5 separate regions of the Mus musculus genome follow, and regions 1, 2, 4 and 5 are each linked to region 3. A link is a contact called in public promoter capture Hi-C data. All regions are on one chromosome and are shown on one strand. Each heading gives the region's core, a stretch centred on a gene start, on an enhancer-like site or on the middle of the called end of the contact. The rest is flanking DNA. Distances are from core to core; before and after follow the strand shown.

What was found. Promoter capture Hi-C pulls out the DNA fragments that hold promoters and counts their contacts.
Region 1: a promoter capture Hi-C map of hematopoietic stem and progenitor cells shows a contact between it and region 3, with 5 times the contacts expected there. The contact joins the promoter of 4930438A08Rik here to the promoter of Trim58 in region 3. A contact is called at or near these places in 14 of 39 promoter capture datasets (the 3T3-L1 cell line, the C10 cell line, cranial neural crest and 8 more), 6 of 484 Hi-C or Micro-C datasets (the AML12 cell line, the N1E-115 cell line, Th1 cells and 2 more) and 2 of 115 datasets of contacts at active chromatin or transcription factors (astrocytes and stem cell-derived neural progenitor cells).
Region 2: a contact with region 3 is called in a promoter capture Hi-C map of embryonic stem cells, with 9 times the contacts expected there. The contact joins the promoter of Lypd8 here to the promoter of Trim58 in region 3. A contact is called at or near these places in 21 of 39 promoter capture datasets (the 3T3-L1 cell line, 3T3-L1-derived adipocytes, the C10 cell line and 12 more), 25 of 484 Hi-C or Micro-C datasets (the Ba/F3 cell line, LSK cells, the P5424 cell line and 17 more), 5 of 115 datasets of contacts at active chromatin or transcription factors (embryonic stem cells, fetal liver and stem cell-derived neural progenitor cells) and 4 of 9 other capture datasets (adipose tissue, embryonic stem cells, liver and 1 more).
Region 4: a promoter capture Hi-C map of the SN4741 cell line shows a contact between it and region 3, with 3 times the contacts expected there. The contact joins the promoter of Sh3bp5l here to the promoter of Trim58 in region 3. A contact is called at or near these places in 16 of 39 promoter capture datasets (the 3T3-L1 cell line, the C10 cell line, the HPC-7 cell line and 9 more), 1 of 15 datasets of contacts at CTCF or cohesin (embryonic stem cells), 9 of 484 Hi-C or Micro-C datasets (the Ba/F3 cell line, the G1E-ER4 cell line, the HL-1 cell line and 6 more), 21 of 115 datasets of contacts at active chromatin or transcription factors (the 230-238 cell line, the SCID.adh cell line, T-cell acute lymphoblastic leukemia and 11 more) and 5 of 9 other capture datasets (adipose tissue, embryonic stem cells, liver and 2 more).
Region 5: a contact with region 3 is called in a promoter capture Hi-C map of hematopoietic stem and progenitor cells. The contact joins the promoter of Igtp here to the promoter of Trim58 in region 3. A contact is called at or near these places in 14 of 39 promoter capture datasets (the 3T3-L1 cell line, HPC-7-derived erythroid cells, cranial neural crest and 10 more), 16 of 484 Hi-C or Micro-C datasets (CD8 T cells, the G1E-ER4 cell line, the HL-1 cell line and 7 more) and 1 of 115 datasets of contacts at active chromatin or transcription factors (large pre-B cells).

The regions. Positions count from the first base shown.
Region 1 is chr11:58,273,538-58,276,237 of GRCm38.p6, reverse strand. It overlaps 4930438A08Rik (RIKEN cDNA 4930438A08 gene), which reads right to left and starts at 1,410. Exons shown (of 7, transcript NM_001374705.1): 1 at 1,151-1,410. The coding sequence starts at 1,178.
Region 2 is chr11:58,377,743-58,380,442 of GRCm38.p6, reverse strand. Lypd8 (LY6/PLAUR domain containing 8) reads right to left here and starts at 1,411. Exons shown (of 6, transcript NM_027339.2): 1 at 1,345-1,411.
Region 3 is chr11:58,639,215-58,641,914 of GRCm38.p6, reverse strand. It overlaps Trim58 (tripartite motif-containing 58), which reads right to left and starts at 1,450. Exons shown (of 6, transcript NM_001039047.1): 1 at 1,031-1,450. The coding sequence starts at 1,447.
Region 4 is chr11:58,329,315-58,332,014 of GRCm38.p6, reverse strand. It overlaps Sh3bp5l (SH3 binding domain protein 5 like), which reads right to left and starts at 1,308. Exons shown (of 7, transcript NM_024480.5): 1 at 1,223-1,308; 2 at 152-761. The coding sequence starts at 334. It also overlaps a transcript of Zfp672 not described here.
Region 5 is chr11:58,198,261-58,200,960 of GRCm38.p6, reverse strand. Igtp (interferon gamma induced GTPase) reads right to left here and starts at 1,405. Exons shown (of 3, transcript NM_018738.4): 1 at 1,182-1,405.

The sequences.
Region 1 (2,700 bases), core at 161-2,660, 370 kb after region 3:
TCTGCCTCCCAAGTGCTGGGATTTTGGGTGTGCACCATGCCCAGCTTCTGTTTATTCTTTGATTGGGGGTCTGACAGCCAGGGTGGGGATCCCTCTGTAATGCTGTAATGGTGTTGGTGAAGGAGATGGCTGTCCTCAGAGTATTCCCAAGGCCTGAGTCTATTTATGTGAGTAGAGCCCACAAGAGTAAAGGAAGCACAAAAGCAGAATGAGGAACTGTGGGTCGGCGCTTAGGATGCTGGGGGCCTGCACTGGCCCCTGCCCTTGCAACATGACTTTCTCTTTCTGCACCTCTTGTGTCTGCCCCTGCACCTACCCCACAAGGCTGTGTGGGAATCGCCTGTGCCCTGCACACAGAAAGAGACCATGACCACTCAGAACCCTCGTTCCTCCTGTGGGAACTGCTCCCTGCCCTGCCCCTGGAGAGAGTCAGAGTCAGAGAAGGCTCAAGAGGTCATTATGTGGGTCAGGAGCCTGGCCCTACACTGCATGCACAGTACAGAAGCTCAAAAAACATCATGATGGACGGAGGGGGGATGGAGATTAAGCCTGCAGGGAAGAGAGGAGAGAGAGGATGGAAACCCAGGAGAACAAAGAGTTGCCTCTAAAGCAGCTGGGGTTAGGGGACACACAGCTCACACCATTTGTTCAGTCTCAGACCCAATTAGCACAGAGCACACCAAAAAAACGAAACAAAACAAAACAACAAACCCACACACATCACATATAACATACAGTGCACGTATGCCACATATTACATACATAACACACACAGCACACATGCATAACACAGCACATTACAGAAAATACACCACACATGCGCACACACACACACACACACACACACACACACACACACACACACACACACACGCCCTTCCTCCTTGAAGTGATTCTGGACCATCTCATTCCAAATGAAATAGCAGGAGAAATGGGACCATCCTGAGTTACTGAAGTGAGGACTCACCCCAGAAGAACTCTCACTATGCTGTACCCTGGTATCCAAAAGCTAGTCTTAGGATGTTGTGTCCAGGCAAAAGGGACCTGACACAGGCAGAGGGGGAAAGCACCCCCTTCTAGGGTGGCATACAAGCTAAGAGAGGTCATTTCCAGGATCTTCACTCTGGGAAAGAAGGCAAGGGGTTCATACCTAGAAGCCTGCCTGGGGCTGGTAGCATCCATGTCCACAGAGCCAGAGCTTGGGTAAGAGTTCGTAAGAGTTGTCAGAGTTGAGGAATGTGAGTGAAGGTCAGAGTTCCGGACAGGAAGTGGCCATCTGTACTCCTCTGTCATGAGCCCATGACTCTCAATGAAGATGAAGCTGGACTCCTTTGGCTTTTCCTTGCTTTCCAGGTCTGCTGACAAGCCAGAGAAGTTCGATGAAGAGAGTGGGATCATATGCTTCTGTGTGACATCCAGGGCAATGCTCTCATCCTGATGCAAGAAGAGGCATGGTGCAAGAGGGTGTGGCCATCAGTGGCTCAGCAGGACCTGGCACCTCTGGGTGGGGGTGGGTCCTCAGTTCTGCCATCATGAAGCCCAGCTCCTGGGCTCTGTGTCTTCATGTCCTACAGGGAGTGAACTCACACGACCTTGTGTGACTGTGGGCTGCCTCTGTCCCCAGCTTTGCACCTGTTCTTTCCCTTCTGAAAGCTGCATAAGGAGAGAAAGTTCCAGCATGACTAGCAGGTTTGAGGTGTCTCCTAAGAGAAGGCAGCACCTGAGAGTGCATGCTGGGTGGAGGGGCTACACCCTAACTCTGATCTCCACCTCCAATTGCCCCATCTCCCAGAGCTCTGCCTTCTCTGCCCTTTACACAGAGCTACCATCTCATGGCAGATGTTGAATTAGTAGCACTGGGGATACCTGACTCTTGTCTTTCTTTTAATTCATGTTATAATTGCTTTATATATATATTTAGTATAGAATAGAGTTTATTTGAGGACATGGGGAAGGGGGTTGAGAAGGGAGTAGAGGTAGAGAAAGAAAGAGGAAGAAGAAGAGGAGGAAGAAGAAGAAGAAGAAGAAGAAGAAAGCCAGCCAGGAACACATGGAGAGAGGGGGTGAGGAAGAAGAGGAGAGGGGGACAAAGGGATCAGAGAGAGAAGAGAGTCAGAAAGCTATAACAGCTTTTTAAAAATGTATTATTTTAGCCGGGCGTGGTGGCACATGCCTTTAATCCCAGCACTTGGGAAGCAGAGGCAGGTGGATTTCTGAGTTCGTAGGCCAGCCTGGTCTACAGAGTGAGTTCCAAGACAGCCAGGGCTACACAGAGAAACCCTGTCTCAAAAAAAAGTATTATTTTTTATTTATTCTTTCAAAATTTCATAGAACTATACAACTTTTATTACTGTGCCTTCCAGTGCCTCTGCCTGGCACTTCCTGGTGATCCCACTCTATCTCCCACCCACCTGCAGCTCTACCCTTTGTCGTTGTTATTAATGAGGTCCTGAATCCATGACTGCAGCCTACAAGTGCATAGATGTGTGCCCTAGGCATGAACAATGTACTGGTACCCATATCCCTAAAGGGGCATGACTTTTTCCTCCCTCAGCACCATCAACTGCCAAAAGTTCCTCCACCAGGGAGCCACTCCAATATTGACTCTCTTGATCTTGTGCCAGTCTTCTGCTGGCAACTCCCCCAGCTATGAGGTGTCACTCACACTCACCAGCTCTTGGATTCTTCCTACCTCCTCTT
Region 2 (2,700 bases), core at 162-2,661, 260 kb after region 3:
GACACACCTGTCTATCGGTACAGGAACCACTGTTCGGATGCTCAGTAGCCACGGATGCTGAGCAGGTGCTCCCAGCCGGGGCAGGCAGAACTCTCCCATTCCATGGAGCACTCCTAACACCACACCCCTGCACCCGAAAAGTGCTACCACAAGCCAGGCTGGTGTCGCCGTGTTCCCCAGACATGCAACCACGAGGAATAGCAAAAGCAGCTCAGGCTCAAAGCAGGGCACATGCCAGGCTCTTCCTATGACAGCTGCCACAGGCTGAGGAAGAGCTGGCCTTTTCCAGGAAAAACAGCCCTTTTCCTGCTCCATCCTGTACGGCCGCTCAAACACACAGCCCGTCACACTGCGCACACAGCAGTGTGGCCTTCTGGTTGACTTATTAGAGACTAGGGAAAAAGAAAAGAAAACTAGCCTGGTCAGAGGGACAGGAGACCAACGCGTTTCCCCAGTGGCCATGAAGTTTAGAAACCCAAAAGACAGATAGCATATGTCTTGGTTAGAGTATGTGACATGCGAGCTCTGCATTGAACTACGTATTCATTCACATACCAAGGCACCTCTCCAGGCCTGGCACCTCAACAGCTGGGGAAAAGACTTCTCAAACCTAATTACTGGGAAGGGGGAGAGGAAGAGAGATAAAAGATGTGGGGAGAGGCAACCATAGAAGTACAGTCATAGCACAGATCACCTCAGCTCCACCACCAGCCTGATGGTGAGTGAGTCTTACCTCCAGACCCAGAGAATTCAGGACCTGGCTAGCAGACAGCAGAGAGGCAGAGCCTTGTGGCAATCCTGTAGTGGGACATGAGGCCTGTTAATCATTTCTATTGGCTGGAAGAACAAGGGTCTTAGGTAGCCCTGGCTAGCCTCAAACTAACTTTGTAATCCAGGATGACCTTTAACTTGTAATGCTCCTGCCTCTGTATCCTGAGTTCTGGGCTGACAGACATCCACCATACCCAGTCTCTGAGGCACTAGGGAAGGAACCCAGCACTTCCTGATTCTTAGGCATATACTCCACCACTTGAACTCCATCTCCGGGGCCCTTCCTGACTTGCAACATTCAGCAGTCAGGTAGCATGCTTCCCAAATTGCTGCCATTTGCCGGAGAAGCAGGAGCTCAAAGGCAATGTGCCACACAGACAACAGAATGCCATGCAAGCAACCTCCCTCTCCCAGCCTCAACCTCTGCCACAGCCTGCCCATCTGGATATCGGGACAGCAGTGGGCAACGCTGAACCTCAAGACCATCCTGAACAGTAGCCAGAGCAAGCCTGAGTGCCCTGAGTGCCCCACTCCCACCTCCAGGATGCAGGCTCCAACCTCAGAGTCCCTCACCTTCTGGGTCCAGCCAGGGACACTATCCGGAGGAAGATGGAACTTGGCAATGTGTTGGAGCAGGTGTGGAAAGAGGCCTTATATAGTAGGTGGCTGTATGCTCTAAAAGCCCAGCTGCCTTCTGGGGAGGGGCCTTTTTGTTAGCCAAGCCCCAGCTTAGGGCTGTTAGATGGTGCCCTGCCCAACTGTAGTGACCCTTAACCCTTGCCCCTGTGTAGGTGGTGTTCTTTCTGAGACTTGCAGGAATTGGAAGTACAAGCCTTCCCCTTAGTGTGTGAGAGAACACAGTGTGTTCCTACCATCTTCCAATGTCAGCTGTAGCCTACTGGCTCACTTCCATAACCTGGGACTGGCATTTCTGAGTAACAGCCTGATTTACAGTCGACTCCCAGTTCTGGCAAAATCCTCATTTATAGATGAGGAATCCCAGCTATGGACGGAGGGATGTAACAGGCTTTCCCATGGCAGGTCACAGGGCAGGGTGGGATGGATCACAGGAAGGCCACACCATACAGAAGAAAAGAGTCTCAAGTCTTTTTGGCAAATGACTTAACTGGACTCAGTTTCAGAATTTTTCCAGCCAAGTTAAAGCTAAGCGCACTGTGCAGCTGCATGGGATGATGAGTGGGCCAGGAAGGGAAAGTTACCCACAGCAGGCTCTCCCCGGGACCTCCAGCAGGAATGACTGCCTTCTCTAACAGCCAGGGTAGCTTCCTGAAAGAGAGAGAGAGAGAGAGAGAGAGAGAGAGAGAGAGAGAGAGAGAGAGAGAGAGAGAAACTCTGCCAAGAATGAAACTGATAAGTGTACCCACACCAATGCCCACACCCTGAATTCAAACTCAGAAGTTCTTTACTCTTAAAAATAAATATCTCTTAGCCTGCTACGGTGGTACCCACCTTTAATCCCAGAATTTGGAAGGCTGAGACAGGCAGATCTCTATTAGTTCAAGGCCAGCCTGGTCTACATAGCAAGCTCTGGGCCAGTCAAGGCTACATAATGAGAGCTTGTCTCAAAAATAATAAATAAAAATACCTCTGTTACCTATCCCAGCTCTTCTCTCTCTCTCTCTCTCTCTCTCTCTCTCTCTCTCTCTCTCTCTCTCCCTCTCTCTCTCTCTCTCTCTCTCTCTTCTCTACACACACACACACACACACACACACACACTTCCCTAGACACTCCTGGAACACCCTCCATATGTCAAGCTGGCTAGACATGTGGGAGGGTCTGTGACCTTTACTCTCCTGAAATGTTCTCTGAAGAGGAAGACAGAACATAAATAAATATTCAATCAAACAAAAGAGAGATTAAGATCGGGGTCAATGTATCACCCAATTGGGGGTGTGGGTCTGAGTTTT
Region 3 (2,700 bases), core at 201-2,700:
CAGATGGAGTAAAGCCCCACCAGCCCAAAGAAACCAGGGGCCACACCAAAGAGGTGACAAACAGCACAGCAGGGCTAGGTACAACAGTGACAGGGCAGATTCCACTGGGTCTGTGTGGTTAGGATAAGAGCTGAGCACAGTTTGCACAGGGCCCTAGGCAGCTGCAGCTGATTGGCCCAGAGGTCTAGACGATGTTTATTTGGCATTTAATCGAGGAAAACAAAAGCCCTACAGAATATTTGTAGAAAACAGTATCAGAAATGTATCGCTAGCCAAGGTCTGTGTGACATTTTCAGGACTTAAGCAGGTGGGATCATAATTTTTAAATCTGATTAGGAAATAACTGGTGCCCAAATTTTTACCAAGTTGAGGAAAGCAAGTGGTAAAATCAAGAGAGATTTTTCAACGAGTTGAGGAAAACACCTAATTTATAATTTTAGAGAAAATCAACCCAGCAAACATCTTAAGAAAGTTAGTGCTCTGTGCAACTCCGTGGTCAAGCTTGTCAAGGAAGGAAAACCACGCTGGTGTCCCTTGTGCTGGTTGTTCCGGAAGATGGAAACGTAAATGTTCTTAAAATGTGTCCAGCAACTTCAGAGGAAGATGAGTGAGCAAAGCAGCCTTCTGCCAATGCCCAGATAACACACACAGAGGCAAGAAGCAGTAGGAAACCCCTCCGAGTCTGTGCTCAGCAAAGGGAGTTTCCCACGTGCTACACCAGAGGCCCATTATAGTAGGAGGCAGGATTTAGCCTATGCCCAACCCCGGGGTTCCCAGGGGCGAAAGCCACCCCAGCTTCGGGGAATGTGAGCCAGTAAGAACGGGGAACGGGGAACGGGAACGGGGAACGGGGGCAGGGGGTGGGGGTTGGAGAGGGGAAGACCAGAGAAGGAAAGAGCTTGGGAGTTAATAGTTACTACTTATACAATAGCACCATTTGGCTCTGTATGGTACATGTCCCTTCACATTCCAAGGTCATCAGCCTCAGTGTTTTCCCTATTTCCACACGGGAACCTGAGCTGAGGCTCACCTGGTAGCGGCTGGCAGCCTCCTGCAGCGTCTCTGTGCGGTGGCTCCGGTGCTCAGGGCTGGTATCGCAGACCCAGCACAGCATCGTCTGGTCCTCTTCACAGAAGTGGCTCAGGTCCTCACCGTGCCTCGCACACTGACGCGACCCCGCGTGTCCCGTGCCCAGCCCCAGCTGCCGCACGCTGTCCACCAGGCTGGCCAGCTGCCGGTTGGGTCTGAAGCTGGCGGGCCTGAAGGGACCCCTGCACTGGGGACAGGCGTAGACGCCCTGAGCGCTGTCCGACTTCTCGCAGAACTCCGAGATGCACCGCAGACAGAAACTGTGGCCGCAGTCCACGCTGATGGGCTCCTGCAGGAAGTCCAGGCACACGGAGCACCGCGCCTCCTCCTGCAGTCGCTCCCCGGGTGCCGTGGCCATGGCCTTAGCTTGTGGCAGCAGCTCCTATTACCCTAGCGGTCTGCATAGAAGGAAGGAAACCCAAAAGCAGGGGAACAGGCCCTGAGGGTTTTATCGCCTGGGCTGGCCCGGATCCAGCAGCCAAAAAGAGCCACTCCTGGTGACAGCAACAAGTCCAATGACTGTCACCTCTTCAGAAACCCAGCAGCTCCTCTTCTGGTTTTTTGTTTTTTGTTTTTTTTTTTTTTTCCTATTCTTTCCTTCCCTATCTTTATTTTGAGTCTAATATAATGCAGCTTTTACGCCACCCTAACTCACATTTAGAGGCTATTGAAGCTTGCAGCATGATTTTGTAGTATGGGTGGAACCCAGCGCTTCACACAAGCCAAGCAAGTTCTACCACTGAGGAACACCCCCAGTCTCTTATTTTGGGATGGGAGATCTACCAATTTTGCCTAGGCTGGCCTTGAATTCACCTGTAGTCCAGGCTGTCTTTGAACTCACTCTGACACCTAGTCTGACTTGGAACACCCTATTCCTGGCTCAGCATCCCAAATAGCTGGAATGATAGGACTATACCATCAAGACCAACAAAGTTGCCTTCCCCAGTAATATTTATTTATTTATTTATTTATTTATTTATTTATTTATTTATTGCCCATAAGATGGCAAAGATGCTTGCCACTAAACCTGACCTGAATTTGACTCTCCAGACTCACATGGTTGAAAGAAATCTAACTGGCAAAAGTTGTTGTCTGGCTTCCATGTTGGAGTGGCAGCACACACACACACACACACACACACACACACACACACACACACACACTCACTCACTCACACAACCCACACAGGAAAAACCTCAAATGTAAGATTAACAAAAGTTCCCGGAATTTCCTGAAGCATGCAGACTTAGGGTTAGCTCTTGAGTCTATCTGTGCATATTACACATGAAGTTGGCTGGGGGTAGTTGCCCTGCTAGTAGGACAAAATCAGAAATAAGCCTGCCTCTTAGGAGTCCCTCATGCCACATCAGCCAATGTGGGGCACGCCTGCCCTCTTCCCCCACTATTACTGAATGGTACCATGAACTTCTGTTGTAATCACAAAAACAAAAACAAAAACAAAAAACACCCTTGGAAAAAATACTTATTTTTTCCTCAGTCTTTCTTTCTTGAGATTTTCTACTTTCAGAAATAAACTACCATACCACTGGAAGGACAGATGCGAGGATGACGTGTGTGGTAATGGCAGGTGGGCAGCCCAGCATGGATGAG
Region 4 (2,700 bases), core at 59-2,558, 310 kb after region 3:
GTCACACTGAACCGCCACGTTTTATGTACATGTCTGCTTCCCTTTCCCACCCCAGCCCACTGTGAGAGAGGAGTCTAAGGCCTCATTGATCCCACAGCTCTTCAGCAAGTCTGGCCTCTGGACTTCTGACCTCCTCCATCAGCCTTCTCACCTGTATCCTAGGATCCAGTTCCTCCTCCTCTCTAGGGGACAATTTGGTCTCACTGCTGTTGCTTCCACTTCCTCCAGGCTCCTCTGCGACCGGGCTCCTAGGGCCCTCATCCTCTACCACCTCTGACCGAAGTTCCCCCTGCGGAGTCTCCCGGCCCCCTGCAGCCTTTTTGAGATCAGCCATGCTGGCTGGAAGAGGGCAAAGCCCTATGCACAAGAGAGGGCTGGCATGCTGGGAGCAGGGCCCCAGTTTGAGGCTTCCTGGACTTTGGATGGAACAGAATAGGGCTTTCTCTTCTCAAAGGCCGAAGAGAAGCAGCACAGATGGGCCTCGCGTTCAGTTAGAGGCTGAGCTTCGAACTGCTGAGGAGGTCCTTATAACTAAAGCTTCGTCTGTGCAAAAGTTCTTCACACCTCACCACGGGGAGCCCACCAAGAGACCCCAGCGGCAACAGCTCCAACTCAAGGAGCAAAGGGGGCCTGGATCCTGGGCCGACGCCTGGGAAGAGGAGCACCATTCGGGAGGGTGGAGGCAAGCGCCTCCAGGCTGTGGTGGCAGATGGAGAGAAAGCTAAGTCCAAGCAGAGGGTGGGAGATGCGCCTCTGGGGAGCTGCAGGAGACACAAAGGTCAAGTTACATAGGATGTCAGCATCAGAACCTTGGCCAGCAGCCTCCTCCGCGTCCTGGGTCTCCCCAAGATACCACTGGTTTCCCAACACACACTCCCGAGATCCGACCAGTCCCCCACCTCAACTTCTTTCCTCCGGCCTCAAGGACTTTAGGTCCGACTCTGCTCGCGTCCCTGTTCCCTCCACAGTCCCTCCCCTTCCAAACTTCCCTCTGAGCCCCACCCTCTCTCCTCCACACCCTTTTTCTACCAAGCCCGTCCCCCTCGGTCCGGCTTTGCAATTCACCTTCTATCCCCCAACCTTGCCTCTCCAGCCCTGGGGGCCATCTGAGCCTCCAGGCTCCAAGCGCATACTCTTCCGCGGACCCAGCGTCTGAGTCCCAGCCATCCCATGTAACCAGGCGAAAAAAAAAATGCCCCTTCCCGGCTTTACCTCAGTTTACCTTGCTTTACGGGGAGCGTCTACGGAGCAAACAATCTTCCCCCTCCCTCCGCAACAAGACCGTCCAACCAAAAACGCCCTGGCAGAGAGGAAACGGAAATACGCCATCGCGTAAAAACGCTATTTTTTTTTTTCCTCTCTGACAAGTATTGCCCGATGTAAGCTCACGCTCGGCGTGCTAAACGTTCAGGGTCCGTACAAGATGGCGCTACTCTACATCCGACGTCGCCTTTCCTAGCTCCCAGTTCACCCGCCAACCAAGCCTAAATAAAATGAATGCATGAGTAAGAGTTGCTGAGGAAAACTACAGCAGGTGATGAAAATCGATAGTCCCTCCCAATTCGAGAAATGCTAGCAATAGTGTCGTACGCGGGAGCGGCCATCGTTGCTTTAGGAACAGAGGCGGGGCTAAGGACTGTCACTGCCTGGCGCGACCGGAGGTGATGCAACTTCCGGTTTCGGCTAGCTCCTATCTGGGTATTGCTAACAAAAACGAAGTCGTTTTTCAAAAGTGATTTTTTTTTTCCTTTTCTTTTCTTTTTTCTCGGTTCAGTGAATCCGGCGGACTCTAGGTCGAGACAGGTGGGTGAACCTCTCCCGACACCTGCAGCGGGCGCCATCTCTCCCGCTAAGTAGCCGGCCTCACGGGACGCCGGCTACCGCGTGAATGCAGAGGATCTCACTGTTAGCTCACTTTCCTAGAGTGGGAGGAGGAGGCTCGAACTTAGCCCAGTGAGCTCCCTGCTTCGTTCATGGGTGGTCTGGATACCAGTGCTATGTGTGGCTTGCAAGACGGACCGAAGCCATGGATGGGATGCAGGATGGATGCTTGCGTGGTACAAATGTCTGACGGCCTCGGGGCCCCAGGCTTTTTTTCTGGAGATGAAACACGTATCCGGGCCCAATTCTCTTCCCATTGGGTTCTGTTGAACATAGCCCGTGTTTAGTAAATCGGTAAAGAGTCTGTTTAGTCAAGAGCTGCCTTCCTATCTGTGAAGGAGTCTTTAGGTGTTTCTAGAGGCATGAGAATGGAGGAGGACGGGGTTCCACAGTCTGAAGTGAAAGGAATTCCAGAGCTGGTCCCTGTTAGGGTCCAGGAGTCGCCCCACAAACCACAGGAATATCAATCTCAGTCAGACAGGGATAGTGTATTGAATGCACACCCCACGGTCGGTAGACATAGCTTAGACTCTGGAACTGAATGCTACTATCATGAACTTCGTTTCAGGGTCAGTTTATATAGGCAGAAACCCATAATGAACTCACAAGCAATTGCGGGGAGGGCTTGTAGGGTTATTGGCCTTTTTCCAAGTTGTGTGTGTGTGTGTTTAAATAATTTAGACATAACAGTTCAAGTTGACTTCTATCTTGCTTAGCTCTGAGTGAAGTCTGCAATTGGGGAGTTTGCAAGAAGAACAGTCCTCAAAACATGGTAACAAACCTCTGAACATACCGGGATATATGGTCAACATGACCACG
Region 5 (2,700 bases), core at 156-2,655, 440 kb after region 3:
AGGCGTGTGCCACCTTTTTATAGAGGTGTAAAACATAAATAAAAAGCCCCCGTGGACTGTTCAAGAAAAAAAAAAAACCAACAAAAAGAAAGACAAGGAAAGAAAAAAGAAAAGAAAGGAAGAAAGGAGAGAAGAAAGACATCTTGAATTATACAAAGCAGTTCCTGGTCACGCTTCTGGTTGATCTAAAGCTGACTACAATTCTCCATAAAGATCCAGATCTCTCTAAATACTCTGGGGAAAGGGGGGGAAAGAGATGCCTCAATGAAGAAAGCACTGGCCTCACAAGCAGGAGTTTGAACCCCTGGCATCCACATAAAAGCCAGTTTCAATACTCATGCCTAAAATACCCTAGCTGGAGAGGTGGAGGTCCAGAGGAGGATCCCAGAGGGCTTGCTGGCCAGCCAGTCAGTCTAGCCAAGAGGTTCACTGAGAGATTCTATTTCAATAAAATGAAATAAATTGGAGAGTGACTGAGGAAGACACCCTAATGTCAGCCTCTGGATTATACACACATACACACTGGCAAGCAGACACTCGGGCCCACACACAAATGCAATAGTCTCACACACACCTGCACAAAAAAGGTCACATACACAGTGGAAGTGGCAGCCCATTGGTTGCCTATGTTACTATGTTCCGTCGGGTTGCATTTTGTTATACTCTCTTCCAAAAGATTAAATTAAATGCTGGCAGATGAAGAACCAGCGTCTCCAAGGCAGATAGATAATGCCCAACAGAGTTAGACAAAAAGTTTCCTTATGAACCCAGCCTTCCAAGCCAGAGTTCTAGCCCCTGCGTGTCGCACATGGAGAACAGATGCACATTACACAATTCCAGAATGTTCCAATATTACCTGTGGGCTGTTCTGATCCTGGACTCTGGCCCCTGAGGGGTCATCGAAGTAGTGGCCAAGAGAATTTGAGTAAAATCCCACCTGTTTTCTCTTAACTAGGCTCCCTCAGAAGACCCACAAACCCAGGGATACCCAGGTAAAAAAAGAAGCACACTGCTTCTCTCTGGTGAATTGGAAGGACTTGATTCAGCCAGACACCATGCACTCCGATCCTGAAGACAGTGCAGGAGGGTGCCTGCTGCACAGGGTGCCCCAGAGGAACACCTGACCCCAGACTCCCCTGCCCTGAGCAGGTTTATAGGCCAAGCAGGAGCCCCTCACCTACCTGCTCAGAAGCCTTACAAAGCTGCAATCCAGGCTCAGGACGGTCAGGAGAGAGAGAAGTGTGGTGGGGCAGGGTCCTGTGGGGAAGAGCGATTAGAAGAGGCAGGAGCAGCTGAAGGGCAGCCTGAGCTCCTAGGTTTCCTCTCAGACCCTGCTCTATCTATGTTGGCCCAGATGTAAGTCCCCAACTTCTAGGCGTGAGCCCTGCCTGCCTCCTCCCCAAGGGGCGGGGCCTGATGCCCGAACAGCTTTCAGTTTCAGTTCCTAGAAATGGCTAGTTTTCGGGAGTTAGCACTCAGAGGCCACGTTCTTCTTCAAAGAGAGGGGTAACTGGGCCAGATTCCAGGTATAGAGGTCAGAAGTCTGCCCGTGAAGCCTGCCATTCAGACTTCGGTCAGAGCTGCCTTGTCTGACCCTGCTACCTCCTTTCCGGAGCCCCTCTTAATGATGGCACCATGTTGAGACCCAGCGAACTTGGTCCTTGGAGAACTACTCGCCCTTCATTGCTGCTCCTTGGGGCTTCTGTCGCTTCTCATTGTCTACTCGCTCCTTCCCGCCCACTCAGCTCAGGGGCAGAAATTCCACCTACTCTGCCCTGTTCCAATTCTGTCGTCTCCCCAGGATCAAAGTATGCGGCAGAATATGCCACCTTTAAGTGGTCTCCTTCTGCCCACCGGTTTCTCTTGAGTTCAGGAAAAATATTTAAAACAAAGCAAAACAAAAACCAAAAAATAAAAATAAACACTCTCCCCCCCTCCCCCTCCCCCCTCCCCCTCCCCCCTCTCCCCCTCCCCCTCTCCTTTTTTTTTTGTGTACAGTGATGCCCTGGACCACTGAGTGCCCAGGTAGAGGGGAATGGGCTAGTTTCCCTGTGTAATTGCTTAGCAGGGTAAGTGGCTGATGGGAAGTGTGTGCTCATTTGCACAGTCCATGCCCCCAGGGCTCCCCCCACCCCAGGCCATTTACTGACCTGGTCTTTCATTTTCACTCACTGTCCCTAACATCCTGACTCCCTCCCTCCCCCATCCCTCCCTTCAATAGGTGTGCATGTGCATGAGCCTCGGAGGTCGGAGCAGAGAGTTGGAACCCGTGCAACCGGAGTTACAGGACATTTCTCTGTATAGCTCTGACTGTCTTGGAACTCACTCTGTAGACCAGGCTGGCCTTGAGCTCAGAAATTCGCCTGCCTCTGCCTCCCAAGTGCTGGGATTAAAGGCGTGGCCACCTCTCCCGGCCTGGGCATCAGATCTTAATACAGATGGTTGTGAGCCACCATGTGGTTGCTGGGATTTGAATTCAGGACCTTCGGAAGAGCAGTCAGTGCTTTTACCTGCTAAGTCATCTCATTTTTAAGTGTCTCTGCCACCTGTGACTTCTCTCGCTCAGAAAATGACAGCAGGCAGCACTCTGCAAGATGCCCTTGCACAGGAGTGTTCCTGATCGATGAACTTGGTCAATAGATGATTGACAGGCTGGGGAGATGAAGTCAGTAAGGTGCTTACAGTGCACACACAGGGACC